Regions from separate parts of the Hordeum vulgare genome. Here region 1 is linked to region 2. Evidence: chromatin contacts called from public Hi-C data. All regions are on one chromosome and are shown on one strand. Each heading gives the region's core, a stretch centred on a gene start, on an enhancer-like site or on the middle of the called end of the contact. The rest is flanking DNA. Distances are from core to core; before and after follow the strand shown.

Region 1 (3,322 bases), core at 426-2,925, 250 kb before region 2:
TGTCACCACAGCCATCACAAAAACAGGTCTGGTTCTTGATGGGCAGGGGCATGGGCAGGATCACAAATGAGCCAATAGCAAGCACTTGTTCTGAAATGTTCTTTGACTGAACTTAAGTGCTTGTTTGCTACAGTACAATGGTCTACATAGGCCCTGTTTGGTAAGCTAGAGTGGTTAGAGTTAGTTTCTAGCTCATGACTAACCCTAAACTAACTCTAGGCAAATAGGTGTTTGGATGGAAGGGTTAGATTGATAATAGATGCACTTTATGGAAAAAGAAAAGTGATTTTTTAATAGGCCCCATGAGAACTAGCTTCAATTAGCATCTCTTGGCTAGTGGGAGAGAGAGAAAAAAATATTTTTTAATGAACCCCATGAGAACTAGCTCCAATTAGCACCTCTTGGATGGGATAGTTTTTTTGGGTGGGTTAGATGCAACTAGCTCCAATCTAACCCTTATGTTTGGATATTTTAGGGCTAGTTGAACCCAAACTAGCTCAAACTAACTCTAGCCCATGGATTCAAACAGGGCTATAGTGGTAGTAATTTATTTTCTATTGGGATGAAATCCAGTAGGGTTTTCTTTTCCTGCGACCAATGTCTTTGAATTGCCGGACTGGGGTTTAAAATTTCCCACAGAAATCCATCATTTGTTCTTGAAATAGTTTTTGGTTTTGGCCCCCATTTTATAGATACATACATCACCAACCAAGTCCATACAAGCAATTCAAGTGCGAGCAAAGTAAATAAGAGTTTTGCTGGGGCTACAGTAGCACAAACATGCCCAAAAGCGAAAGAAATCTACTCCCTCCGTTCCTAAGTATAAGTCTTTTTAGAGATTTCAATACGGACTACATACGGATGTATATAGACATATATTAGAGTGTAGATTCACTCATTTTGCTTCATATGTACTCCCTCCGTCCCAAAATAACTGTCTCAACTTTATACTAGCTCTAGTATAAAGTTGTACTAAGCTTGAGACAGTTATTTTGGGACGGAGGGAGTAGTTTCTATTTGAAATCTCTAAGAAGACTTATATTTACAAACTTTCCGCAAAAAAAAAACTTATATTTAGAAACTGAGAAAAAAACAGGGCTCTAATATCTGAAATTAGTCATAAAGCGAACCCTGCTGGTGAGCTCTAGACGATCATCGATCTATCTGGTTGCTCTAATGCAGATCATGAGCCCATCTTATGGTCCAGGCTCGGGCTGCGTGCTTTGTATCGACGAGTTTTTCCGTCTCTATGGAGATAGAGTATGATGATTTCTCTCTCAGCAACGAATAAGTTGAGCTGTGGCTACGAAAGCCATCTTGAATTCTAGTAGTCCACAACAGATAAAAAGATGAAACAGAAAGAAGAAGAAAACTAGCATTGGTTACAAAATCCAGCAATGACCAAGAAGGCAAGAAGAGGGAACAAAGAAATGGAGGAGAAGGGTGGAGAGAGAGATGGAAGCAGACGAACCATCGCCGTTCTTGTCGAAGAGCGAGAAGGCCTCCTGGAACGCCGCCATCTGCTCCCCCGTCAGCGCTTCTTCCATGAGCGCGCCGCAGCCTCTGGACTAACGTCAGTGGAGCTGGAGCAAGAAGGGGAAGCGGAAAGGCAGGAGGTAGGGTAGCACACGGTATATGGAGAAGAAGAGAGGAGAGGAGAGGAGGGAAGCTAGGTAGAAGGGGGGCGGGGGCGGGGGCGGGTAGATAAATAAAGATGACCTCGGTGTGCTCGGAGACGGACAGGGACGCACACGCGCTCGCCTACTGGGCGGGCCTGTGGAAAGACTTGGCGCTGGGTCTCGTGGTTTTCCAGGCCATTTCCTGCGCTTTCCCCCTCCCCTCGCGGTGCTCACGACAGCGACCACAACAGCAGTCCCGATCTCGATCTCGTTGCCTTGAGGGAGGGACAGACGATGGGCACAAGGATCGCATAGGAAGTGAATGTGGATTTCATTTGGGGAATAGGCTATTTCATTCGTCGAATGATGCAGCAATATTGTTCACGGTTGGAAATGACAGGCCCTGTGCTCGAACCTTCCACGTCAGTTCTGGTCTTACTTACCCCGTGCACAACGCAGTGCAGAGAGGCCGCGTCGAATTCAGGACCTCTGGCTCTGGGCACAAGTCGATGCACCGGGCCTGTCCTTGAATGGGAAAATAGGGGAGTTGGCCAAACATTCGAAACCTGATTGATCTACAAAAAGGAGTAAATGAAGTATTTTAGGCTGGTCACAATGGAGAGTAACATAAGGTAGGAACATACACGCTTTCCTAGACTATGTTCCTACCTCCACAATGGGGAGTAACATGTATGTAGTGTCATGCAACAATGCATTTATTAGGCTATAGACTCATTGTTTCTTAGAGTGTGTGATGTTCCGGTAACTTAGCTAGTTACCACAAGCACCTCTCTCTTCACTAAATACGTGCCACATAAGCAAAGTTGTATTAGAGTGTGTGATGTTACTGCTAAGTTCCTCCCCATTGTGACCAGCCTTAACAAACGGGAGAAGGAAAGCGTGTTACAGGCAAGCATACTGCACACGCAGCAGCAGAACCAATCGTTCAACGCTGGCAGACAGACAAAACAGGAACCTGCAGCCCCAAATCAATCAATGTACTTCAAATTCAGATAGACTGACCATCCCTAATTCGTCTGCTCCGAACTTAGCCCATTCTACTGACAAAACCAAACACGAAAAACAACTCAAGAAAAAAAACGAGAACAACTACAAAAAAAGAACAGAACGAAAACAGCTACCAAAATGGAATAGATGAGAGCCAACTATTACTCACAACATGTTTAAAAGGTTTTTGCATTGAGAGTCTATCACAGAGTTAACGAACAAACATAAACACCACGTCCAAATGACTCAATCGGTACCAGGGAAACATTACACAGACGGACAACAACTTTGATCTGGAAGGAGCACAGCTAAACGCTAAACGACACGATAAACTTATCTCACAGACGACTGAGAAAATGTCCAGTTTAAGCTAGAGATGCTCCTTTTCTATTTTTTTATTTTCACTCTTTGGAGGACTTGTTGATCAGGGACTTGTGGATGTGTGGGATCACACCTCCACCAGCAATGGTGCCCTTGATGAGGGTGTCAAGCTCCTCGTCTCCACGGATGGCCAGCTGCAGGTGACGAGGGGTGATACGCTTCACCTTCAGATCCTTGCTAGCGTTCCCAGCCAGCTCCAGAACCTCGGCCGTCAGGTACTCGAGGATAGCAGCAGAGTAGACCGCCGCAGTAGCACCAACGCGGCCATTCGCCTGGGTCCTTTGCTTCAGCTGACGATGGATACGGCCAACAGG
Region 2 (2,933 bases), core at 433-2,932:
TAGAAGTTGTTGTATCTGAAACATAAGAGAAAGCCTCTTAGATACACAGAAATGACAACAAATTATACAAAGAATATCAGTTACCAGAAGTGATCAGTTGATGACGACAGTGGTGAGTCTGTGACTGACCCAATTGAATATACAGATGTGAAACAAACATATCATTCGCCATCCAGAAAACAATTTGCATGAGTCACTGATTAGATACTGAAAATCCCATCTTGCTGTTCAATTTTAAAATTTCCGATTCTCGTGTACAAAAAGGGGCCAGGCTAACTCTAGTTTAATGGATATGAGCATCATGTTACTATCCTAGAGGCCCAAATGCTGAAACTCTTGAGTCAAACATCCGACAAGAATAATCTTGGAAGACGAAAAAAAAACCTGCATTCGTATATAACAAGGCTGCAGAGCAAAACTTTAAGACCACTCAGAATGTAGTGGATTATGATGATCCCACTTTTGTCAATTACCCTATGTTTAACAAAAAAAATGTGATTTCATGGGTATTACTCACAGCAGATTATATATATAAGTAAGTTCAGCAACCGCAAACTGGGGGGCCTTAATTTACGATGTTCATTCAACCTGGAATTCAGAAAACAAGATATCTAAACCCCCCCCCCCACCCATATAAGCCTGGCTTCCCTCTAGGAACTGTTCTCTGTCTTGTGATTTTGTTCAGTAGGTTCACTTGAGCTTGTTTATAAGCAGTTTACTAAACAGGACATTCGGGGAAGCTTAGGTCTTTTAGGCAAGGTAAGATCCCCATTGATGTGGGAGGTTTAATTCAATATATGCAATGCTTAGAATCAGAAACTGTTCTTTTTTTACCCCATATAACATGTTTATATTACTTTTTCAGGCAAAAACAGTGGGACTAAATGTGATTCTGACTATACAGCTTGCACAGTGCACTGATCCGTTTCGCCAATAAGCATATATATATATATATATAATCTAACTACGCAACACCCCAGGATAGTAGGATCACATCAGAAATTCAGAATTCACCGACCTTATCCGACTCGAGCTCCCGCTCCCCGTTGAACACGACCACCCTGGCGCAGCCTTCGAAGCCGAGATCGTGCACCCACACCGACGCCGAGAAGGTGACGAGCGCCACCCTGACCCTCTCGGGCAGCCCCTGCACGACCCTGAGCAGCTCGGCCTTAAGCGCGGCGAGCTCGTCCCCCGCGGTGGCCGCGTCGACGACGAAGACGATTGCGGGCGGGTCCACCTCGGCGGGGTCCGGGGGGAGCGTGTACTCGACGCTGGAGTGGGTGGGGAAGAGCTCGGCGGGGATGGAGTCGGGGGAGATGTGGCGCGGGTAGGGGTTGGCCATGGAGCCGCAGAAGGAGCAGGACCAGCGGGCGGAGGCGTGGTGGACGCGGGAGAAGGGGTTGAGGGCAGCGGCGCAGGACGGGGAGGCGCAGCGGAGGGGCGGGTAGGGGAGGATCGGGAGCAGGTCGGGCGCCGTCGGGTGGAGCGGCGTGCAGAGCACCGCGGTGGGGACGACCAGCGCCTCCGCGGCGGAGGGCGTCGGCGACCACGAGTGCCACGGCCAGCGGAGGCCCTCCACGGCCTCCAGCTCCGCGAAGTCCATCGGAATCGGAGCCGAATCGGGATTGCCGGCGGTGGCGTGGCGTGGCGACTAGGGTTTTGGTATCTTCTTCTCCGGCCCTCTGCCGTTTGCTCTGCTTTCCTTTCTTTTTCCCCAACCTGCTGCTTGGCTGTTCCGTTCCGTCCGCCCCCCTGCCTCTTTTCTCTGCGGTCCGTAGGAACCGTTGGATTGAAATCTGACGGCCAGCCCTCTCTGTCCGCTTTCTTAAGAGTTCTGAAAGGCACGGCTGATGCAAATCATATGTATTTTAACTCTATCTCTGTCTACTGCTTACAAAAAAATTGTAGGTTCTCGATACAACTTTCCTTTGTTCAACCTCTTTATATACACCTCACTCTTCCTTTCTCCTCTTTGAACGTTTCTCTCCTATAATCTCTGATTTTCCTCTCATCATTTTTCTTCAAAATGAAATCAATCATCTCATGTTTTATTGACTTATCAAAATAACAATAAATTAAAAGATGATGTAAATCACGACGATTACATACAGAAACTCTGAAGATTTTAGCGTGTCAATGTATAAGGGCCAGTTCTTTTGGTAGTTTTTTTGGGCTTCTAGAATAAGTTGCCCCCTACCCAGCTTATTCTAGAAGCCCAACTAAAAATGTTTTTCTAGAAACCTAACAATCAAGACTTAATTAGTAGGATTCTAAAAATATATATTTCATTGAGCTTCTAGAATAAGCTAGCTTATTCTAGAAGCTACGAAAAGAACTGGCCCTAAGAGACATGCAGTCTCACTTTTTCTTCCCATCACCCATTTGTTCAACCATTCATCCGATTTTTTTTATGGATTATCATCCCCTTATTATGGTATAGGAATAAGTTCATGATCATAGATATGTGAGAACCAAATAAATAGCAATAAATTCACAACCGAGAAGCAAATAAATACAGTATCGATCAATCTGTTATATTGTGAATCAATCTATAGTTGGATGGTTAGTGTTATCCCAACCCACCGGGTGAGGTCATGATACTTGCATTTATACACAATTTATTTTAGGATTCCGGCACGCACGTTGAGTGGAAGGAGCACTTGTGATGACTTCGTAAAATTTCAAGATGATATGTCGCTTCGGTCTTTCAAAGGTGCTTATAAGTATATACAATATGTACGAGTGCGTTCATATAAGAAAGTGTATGCACGTATATATAAGTGTTTGCGTGTGAACTGCGTTCAAACAAAAAGTCAATCTATTATATTTGGTATTTGTAATCTAATAAAATAGATTAATTATGGGCACGTACCTATTTTATCAGTTTAAAAAAGTTAGAAAATATATACTTTGTAACCAACATATAATCT

The links. A called contact is a pair of places that touch in the nucleus more often than the background predicts.
Region 1: a Hi-C map of seedling shows a contact between it and region 2, with 5 times the contacts expected there. The contact joins the promoter of LOC123452178 here to the promoter of LOC123452175 in region 2. A contact is called at or near these places in 2 of 6 Hi-C or Micro-C datasets (leaf and seedling).

What each region holds. Positions count from the first base shown.
Region 1 is chr5H:525,048,699-525,052,020 of MorexV3_pseudomolecules_assembly, reverse strand. LOC123452178 (calmodulin-like protein 4) reads right to left here and starts at 1,675. Exons shown (of 4, transcript XM_045128781.1): 1 at 1,472-1,675. The coding sequence starts at 1,547. LOC123452177 (probable histone H2A variant 3) reads right to left here. Exons shown (of 3, transcript XM_045128780.1): 3 at 2,801-3,322. The coding sequence ends at 3,029.
Region 2 is chr5H:524,798,904-524,801,836 of MorexV3_pseudomolecules_assembly, reverse strand. LOC123452175 (protein transport protein sec23-1) reads right to left here and starts at 1,682. Exons shown (of 2, transcript XM_045128778.1): 1 at 1,019-1,682; 2 at 1-15. The coding sequence starts at 1,606.